Linked DNA regions of Mus musculus: all the other regions are linked to region 2. A link is a contact called in public Hi-C data. All regions are on one chromosome and are shown on one strand. The core of a region is the stretch at or near the end of the contact, and the rest is flanking DNA. Distances in the headings are between cores, read along the strand shown.

Evidence for each region. A called contact is a pair of places that touch in the nucleus more often than the background predicts.
Region 1: a contact with region 2 is called in a Hi-C map of uterus, with 2.8 times the contacts expected there. The contact joins two enhancer-like sites. A contact is called at or near these places in 4 of 484 Hi-C or Micro-C datasets (cardiomyocytes, cerebral cortex, cortical neurons and 1 more) and 1 of 9 other capture datasets (embryonic stem cells).
Region 3: a Hi-C map of uterus shows a contact between it and region 2, with 5 times the contacts expected there. The contact joins two enhancer-like sites. A contact is called at or near these places in 2 of 484 Hi-C or Micro-C datasets (nephron progenitors and uterus) and 1 of 9 other capture datasets (embryonic stem cells).

What each region holds. Positions count from the first base shown.
Region 1 is chr9:116,806,467-116,809,166 of GRCm38.p6, reverse strand. All of the region lies in intron 5 of Rbms3 (RNA binding motif, single stranded interacting protein), which reads left to right. Among named protein-coding and RNA genes, the nearest start is that of Gm39449, 280 kb to the right of the region's middle. Within about 2 kb of position 1,281, at least 88 of the 459 cell types and tissues checked have an H3K27ac peak or open chromatin away from gene starts, as enhancers often do. A contact at or near this core is called in uterus, where this site is marked.
Region 2 is chr9:116,423,937-116,426,822 of GRCm38.p6, reverse strand. No RefSeq gene overlaps it. Among named protein-coding and RNA genes, the nearest start is that of Gm31559, 32 kb to the right of the region's middle. Within about 2 kb of position 1,577, at least 7 of the 459 cell types and tissues checked have an H3K27ac peak or open chromatin away from gene starts, as enhancers often do. A contact at or near this core is called in uterus, where this site is marked.
Region 3 is chr9:116,871,786-116,874,485 of GRCm38.p6, reverse strand. All of the region lies in intron 4 of Rbms3 (RNA binding motif, single stranded interacting protein), which reads left to right. Among named protein-coding and RNA genes, the nearest start is that of Gm39452, 320 kb to the left of the region's middle. Within about 2 kb of position 1,380, at least 94 of the 459 cell types and tissues checked have an H3K27ac peak or open chromatin away from gene starts, as enhancers often do. A contact at or near this core is called in uterus, where this site is marked.

The DNA.
Region 1 (2,700 bases), core at 32-2,531, 380 kb before region 2:
CATGTGAGTGTGTATGTGTACATGCATATGCTGTGCACATACACACACACACACACACACACACACACACACACACAGAGGCACAAACCTAAAACAGATTTTTTAAAAAGAATATTTTTGGTTCTGTGTTCAATCAGAGATGATGCACCTAACCCTCAAGAGACTGGAGGCCCCAGGGATTTTAGAGGTCAGGTGGGGTGGGGGTGGGGACATACGTCCTCATGGAGACGGGTGGGGAGTGGGGAGGAGGTTCGGGATGTGGAGCAGTCGGAGGGTGAACAGGGGCAGGGGATAAAATCTGGAGTGTAAAAATTAATTAATTAATTAATTAGTTAATTAATTAATTAAAAATTTCCCTTGTCCTGGGGACTCACTATTGCATTCTATGCTGCAATGGGTTAAGAAGCAAATGACGTCATTTAATTTTGAAATGCTAGAAAGAGCACACATTTTAGTCATTAAAATTCCTCTGATAGCTTTGACACTTTGCGTAAATCTTACCAGAAATGAGGATGTTTGGCTCCTAAAGTTGGATGCTCCTCCATGTCACCAATAGTTTATCCAGTGCCTGTGATTGCAAAACACCAAACATTTCACAAGAGCGGAAACCTCTAATTAAGCCTAGCATGTGACAATGGAGTGGATTTGTTTTTAAATCCATGGCTTATAATGCTTAGAGCTTTCAGATCGTGACCTGAGAGGACTCTGTTGAGGTGAGAGTTTAGCTGAACATGGGTTTCCACAAGACTTCCTTCCTCTGTGTGTCAAGCCTGATCCAGAACATTCTACCGGTGCTGGAGCAGGTTCTTGTGTGTTTTAGTTTGACTGTGAATTGTGTGAGCTATAATATCAGTTTCCCTCCTCAGTAGTAGTTGTTGAGAAGAAGAGGAAGAGGAGGAATAAGACTTATGAGGAGGAAGAGAGGGAGGAGGAGGAAGAGAAGGAGGGGAGGTGGGTAGAGAGAAGGAAGAAGAGTTGGAGGGAGAGGCAGCTGTAGCAGCAGCAACAACGGAATCCTTTAGTGTGTTTCAAATGACTGAAGCCAGCAGTTATAAGTCATGAGGCAAGAAAGAAACACACCCTTGAACATGTGTTTACATTCAAACAGCAGACCTAAAAAGCCCCCTGAAGCTTTACCCCATGCCTGGCGCCTCCTAAGAGCGGTTAACGCATTGTCCGATGAAGGGTTGACCCCACCCAGGCGCTGTTCTGCAGGGCACAGAAGGGCTCAGCTACTTTCTAGAAGAATGGAGGCACTGTGCTGAGCCAGGATGGCTGCAAGGGGCCTGTAAAGGCAGCTGCTGCCAGTGGGGACTTGAGAGCACTCCTGTCAGCTTCAAGCCTTGCATGGGCCAGATTTCAGAGAGCTTCAGCTGGCAGCTGCACCGAGCACTTAATTGTGAAACTTGAGAGGAAAATAGGCATGTTCTGGCTAATACGGGTATTCACCTACAGGTCTCACTTTTGTTCCGTTTCCAGAACATTGGCTCTGCCTCTTTGTCAGCTCCTGGAGGCACCGAGCCAGTGTTGCTGGGGCAGCTTTGCAATGATCAGGTGTGGCCCCGTGTATCCAAATGAAATTGTCACTGCTGAGTGATACAATGTACCATGCTTTGATGCTGCAAGCTGACAGTCACAGAAAAGTCGTTCATTGCATTTACTCTCTCAAAGAATCTCTAATGGCTCACAGCAGACATCTACTTAGTTAGATCTGAATGAACCCAAAGCAAGCCATCTCCACGGCTACCTTTGTGTTCCTAGAAAGAGCCCCTCATCAGGCCCGCCACAGCTAGAAAATGGCTTTAAGGAAAGATGATCCTATTTAGAACCCAGAAGGGAGACTTGAAACTTTCAAACCGGAGTAAAAATAGGCTGGCTGTGCACGTGGAGTGGATAGCAGCCCATTTTCTTTTTAGCTTGTTCTGTATTCCCCAAATCAGCAATTGCACATTGCAACCTTCAGCTATGTTTGGTCTTCGTTTAGAATTACATGTCATTTTAGGACAAAGAGAAAGGATTTGATTTGTGGGGGGTTTGCAAGCAGCATTTAGTCTCCTTTGTCTGTTATCTGCGTGAGCTCAGTGAGAGACTTTACAGAGAAGGGACTCTCCAGGCACGAGCCTTCTGTCTTTAACTCCAAGAATGAAATGCCCTTAATATACCGTCTGTGGGAGTTAAGGGCTCCCATTTCCTCTCCCATTCATGTGTCTACCCAGGATGAAGCTTTTCTTCAAAGAGGTAACAGTGAGTAGATCTCATGTGGGAAGATAGGGAAACAGAATTAGAATTGCTTTCTTCCTAGAAATGGAAGTTTAAAAAAAAACAAAACAAAACAAAAAAACCTTATAGAAACAGGAAGCATATAGTTTAAGGGTTCCTCTCATTAAATAATGGATGAAATTTTCTCTTTCTTGCTCTGTATTTATATATTTAAATTTACATATTTATTATATTTAAATTTTCAATTATGGGGTTGGAGGGATGAGTCTGTAATTATGAGCATGTATTGCTCTTCCAGAGAACATGAATTCAGTTCCCAGCAGCCACCTGGGGTGGATCACAGCCACCTGTAACTCCAGCTCTGGGGGAATCTCACTCCTCTTTTTTTGCCTCCACAGGTGCTATTCACACACAACCCCTCCCCCCAATATACACTTAAGTAAAAATATAGTAATGAAGATTGAACATTATGGAGCTGGT
Region 2 (2,886 bases), core at 328-2,827:
AGCACTGCAGATCTGGCCGGTGAACAGTGAGACTCAAATGGTTGCAACGTCTGTAACATCCTTCCTGGTTTTCATCACGACATCTGTAAATCATGCTATATAATCCCAGGCTGGAACGTTGACTTTTAGTTCTACGCGTTGCCCCTTTCCTATATATTTAAACAGCTGTAAGTGTCAAACTTTTCGGGTAGTCCTTTCTCTAGCACAGGACTCTGGGCAAGCAGTAAGAAGTGCTATAAATCCTTGGGGTTTATATTTATTGGAAGCCTTTTAGGCTATTCCAGGAGACCCTGTGATTTCCTGTGGAGGACAGGTGGATTTTCTGTTTCTATACAAAACCAGAGGCGCCTCGTAATTACGTTGACACGGACCTGCAGCGCCACCTGTTGGCCGATGTCTTGACAATCACCACTCGGCACAAAATTATCAGGGGAATAAAATTTTTATTTCCAAAGAAGCAGCCAAAGTGGGAAGATGCTGGAAGGCCACAGTTAAATGTCTCTTTCTTGTACCGGAGAAAGAGACTCTTGCCTCTCTGAAATTTTTGGAGCTTCTTAATTCTAGTTGGGCAAGAAGCAACAGTTGTCTACTTAAATGATAGGGTGATCTTACCGGGGCTATTTAAACATTTAAAGTTTACATATTTCAATTTATAGCATTTTAGAAGTAGAGATGAAAGTAAGGATCCGTTTCTGTTGATTTTTAAGCAGTTGTTCTGATGCTGTCCTTGCTGGCTTTTCTGCTGTTGTCAAAAACACCGGGACCGGAAACAATCTGGGGATGAAATGGTTTATTTCATCTTCTGCTTTCAGTCTTTGTCTGTCACTGAGGGAAGTCAAGGCAGGAGCTAGAGGCAGGAACTGAAGCAGAGACCATGGAGGAGCGCTCCCTGGCAGGCCTCCCCTATGCTTAGCTATCTTTCTTATACAGGCCAGGTCTACCTGCCTAGGAGTCCTGTACCCACGCTCAGCTGGGACCGCTTGCATCAAGTACTAAGTGATTTTGTTGTTGTTGTTTTGTTTTGTTTTTGTTTTTGATTTTCGAGACAGAGTTTCTCTGTGTAGCTCTGGCTGTCCTGGAACTCACTTTGTAGACCAGGCTGACCTTGAACTCAGAAATCCGCCTGCCTCTGCCTCCCAAGTGCTGGGATTAAAGGCGTGTGCCACCACAAGTACTAAGTGATAAAAGGCGCTGTAGACAGACTCACGTGATGGAAGAAATTCCCCAGTCGAGATTCTCTCTTCCCAGACACATCTATGTCTAGCTTTATGTGGCGCTGTGTGACCTATGCTCACAAATGCTGTCAAAGACCACAGTTTTGCTGGCCCTTCCTCTCCTGTCACAGAAGTTTGTTCGTTTCTCCTCTGCTGAGCTTCTTGTTTCGGGTTTGGATTTTTTAGGTTTTGGTTTTGCTTTTTTGTTTCTAGGTTTTTGTTGTTGTTGTTGTTGCTTTTGTTGTTTTGCTTTTTGTTTGTTTTGTGTTTTGGTCATGTGGAAACATTCTCTTGAGAACTGTGATTCGGGAAGAGCTCTGACTCATGCCTGGGAGTCTCTAAAGAGGCAAATTGCTCACTTGGAAGAACAAGGAGCCAATGAGGACCTGCCTCTCAGGCCGCCTCTCGGCTGCTTCTCTACCCTGGCCTCATCCTTTACAAAGGGATATAAAGTTAATTCAGATGAGCTCTGAGAAGACAGTCAATGGCCGTTCTCCTCAGTGATGAGAGCGCAGGGGTCTGAGCGCCCATAAAGACCATAGACAGAAGTCAGGGAACGCGCAGGGATGGTTCCACTGATTAATGAGAGTCCCAAATTCAAAGACAGACATATGCTTCTCCTTTAAAAAATGATAAATGAACATTCAAGGCCACCTTGGATTATACAAACAATTAAACAAACTCCAAACTGCAAGAAGGAGTTGATACTGTGAGTGTACAGAGACTCTCCAGTCTGCCTCCCCATTCTATCTGTGCCTACCTAGAAGGTTCCTCAGGGATGTGTGGTCCTCCCTCCCTCCCTTCCCTCCCTCCCTGCCTCCTTCCCTCCATCCCTCCCTCCCTCCCTCTCCTTCAGCACAACCCCCCCCCTCACTTCCCCATTATCTCAGCACATTGCATTTGCAAGTGGCCCCTACTCACTTGCTTCCTTGAGAATCCAGTTTTGTATACGGCCACTGGCATTTTAGAAATACAGATCCTGTCATTTCTCTGCTTAAAGCCACCAAGAAGGAACAAAACTCAACCTTCTTAGCACAGCATATCAAACTTTCCAGTTTGGCTCAGATTTCCTGCCCAGGTTTCTCTTCTGGCTCTGGCTCCACCACTCCAGGGCTAGGCGCTCTCTGACACGCACTGGTTGTCTTTGAGCGCTCTGTCTATATTTAAAGTCTGTTTCTGCAGCTGGCTGTGTCCTCCACTCCCATCTCTGGGTAAATTCTCCTTGACCCTTCAAGGTGCATTCCCGCTATCTCTGCTCCTCAGGAGCCTTCCCCAGAGCTAGCCTACAGGATGTGATTGCCCCTTGTTATCGCCTGTACATATTATACCATGAAATTCATTGTGTTATACCACTGGCTGATGAATCTTCCTCAATAGATCATGGGCTCTCTAACGTAAAAATCTCTGATAGATCCTGCTAAGGGCTTTAATTATCATGCGTTGTTCTAGAATAGTCACTGAAAATTAAACAAGAAACTGTCACTGTGCTAAAGACTAGAGATGCAAAAATTAGCCACAAAATGATTCCCACGGTCCCGTCAATCAAGGTCTAAAATGCTTGCGAACAGAGATGTGTGCTGTGTGTTCTACAAAGGCTAAATCCCACTGCAGTGCAGCAACTTCGACTGGAGAGGAACAGAATCAGCAATGAAATGCTGTATGGAATATGTGA
Region 3 (2,700 bases), core at 131-2,630, 450 kb before region 2:
CTGCAGCACCGTTTCTTAATTATATAAGAGAGAGAAAAGAAGAGGCAGGGAGAGAAGGAGAAGGAGTGCAAGGGAGAAAAGGAGAGAGAGAGAAGCGGGAAGAGAGGGAAAGGACAGAGAGAAAGAGAAAGAAGAAAGGAGAGAAAGGTGGCGAGAGAGGGAGAGCATGGCCTGCTTGCTTCTTTAGGTTGTAAAAGTCTCTGGCCTCTTTCAGTAACCAGCATCTTCAAGGGACATAATGTAGCAGAAATAACACCTGAATGTACAGGGCAGTGGGGAGAGAGAATAGGGAAGCCACTGGCCTATTCTGGTATTCTGAACTTCATGTGGCTATTTGCTTTAAGGCTGATATGCTCCAGGAATGAGTCACCACTCCTATGAAAGTGTCAAATTGTAAATGGCTAGATATTTGGATCACAGCTAATGCAGGGTAACGGAACTCAGTTCAACTTTATTGCTTTTCTCTAAGAGGCCAACCAACAGGTTTGGGGTCGGTCAAGATTATTCCTGGCATGTGGGGGTTGAACAGTGGGGCGAGGAGCTCAGCTTCGCTTTCATCTTTAACTGCCCCACTTCCTTTAGAACCCCTCAGCAGATGGCAAGATAATCTGTCTGGTTCCTTGTAGCGTCTTGTGATCTCTCCCTAAGTGTGAGCCGGCCGGCTCCAGATCCTGTTCAAAGACTCAACTTTCAAAGCAAATATACACACAAGGCAGGGGTATTTTCGAAAACAAAGGTTATCATGTTTCCCCGAGGGGGACAGAAGAGCACGGGGAATGCTGGGAATAGAGTAAGTTCAGTTCACATGGCAGGATCCCTTAAAGATTGCATCCTGGAAAATGTATGACCAAACTGAACAGCAGCCAAGGGGAATAAGTGGGGTGGAGAAGAGAGAAACTCAGATGAAAGCCAGGAGAAAGGAAATGTTTCAGCAGAGGCTGAAGGTTCAAGGGATGTGTCCAGAGGCAGGATTCTGTGTCAACTGCTGACTGAACCAAACTTGTGCAGTAAGGACACACACACACACACACACACACACGCACACACGCACGCACGCACGCACGCACGCACGCACGCACGCACGCACGCATGCACGCGCGCACATACACACAGACATGCACGCATAGAAGCATGCCCCACCCTTGGAGGGAGAGAATGTCGTATTTCATCTCTTGCTGTGGAATGTAGCGGCTGATAAAACAGCAGACAATATTTCTGAGAACAGAGACAGCCTGTCTGAACCCAGCTCAACTTCTCCTTCTTATCACTTTGTGAAAACATGCTATCTTCAAGAGCCAAATTAGCTTTTCATGATACGGCTTCTTGGCAGCTCACACTGAGCGTCGGAGGGTTGAATGGGAATGACTAAGCGGTTTCATGAGCCAACTTCTTCCCAGATCTACTGCCTTGATGGGTTTGGTGTCAGTCAGACATGTAGGACCTTTGTTCCTTCAGAGACGACGAGATCTCTAGAAAAGTTAATTTTATTCTGAGAAAGACATGAGCAGGGGAGTCACAAAATGGGCCACAGGGTACTCTGTGGTGAGGAACTAGTTGACTATGCACACATGAGTGTTCTTCATTTTCTGTTTAGAATATTCCAGATTAGGATATATTTAGTGCAATCAGGATGAAGTCAGGAGTTAAAGAAAGTAAAGCTTGTCTCAGATGTTAGAAAGAATATTCAAATTTTATTTTTATGATTTTTTTCTACTACCACTAAGTTTCTCTCTCTCTCTCTCTCTCTCTCTCTCTCTCTCTCTCTCTCTGTGTGTGTGTGTGTGTGTGTGTGTGTGTGTGTGAGAGAGAGAGAGACAGACAGACAGACAGACAGACAGATAGACAGACAGACATGTGGAGGTCAGAGGACAATCGGCAGCATTTAGTCCTCTCCTTTTATCACATGGATTCTGCTCCTGAACTCAGGTCCTCTGACCGGGTGCCACGAGCCTTCCCTGCTGAAACAGCTCACTTGTCCTTCCTGGCGCATTTCTATCTGGGTAGGGAGTTGTCCTCACAGAGCTACAGGATGCTTAGATTTTCGTGGAAGCTTTGTTTCATTCATCAGTTTTCTGTTAGATAGAAATAAAAGGTTGTCAAAGATCACAACCAAAATATAAACTGCCAACGTCTAATGTTTGTGATTTACGGCGTGAATGAAGAGGGTGTCTGACAGCGGCCTCATTCACCGATACCCTCTTCCTTGTGAGCTCTGCAGAGTCTGAAATGAGGATTCTTGCTCCCAATGTTTCCTGACTAGTGAAACACTCTTCAGTTAATGGAGCCCTACTCTTTTATTTTGTTTTCTTATCGTTTTAATTCCTGTATGGTGTATGTGCTATGTGTGCACACATGTATGTGTGTGCACACAACTCTTCTAGCTTTCAGTGGTAATTTTTAATCAATATTTGTATACAGATAACTGTACTACTTTCAATATGGCACACCCCAACTTAATATATTTAAGGTGAAGCTTAGGTTGCCATTTAATCTCTATTAAATATCCCTCCCCCCCCCCAAACAATGAAGTCCATTTTCTCTTCCAGAAGGAGAGTCTCGGTCCCTGTCATTTCCCATCACAAACAGTTATGATAAAAACGTCCTGCCAAAACAACTTAATAGAGAAAGGCTTTATTTACACTGACAGCCCATCAAGGCAGGGAAATCAAGGTGTCAGGAGACAGAAGCAGCTGCTCTCAT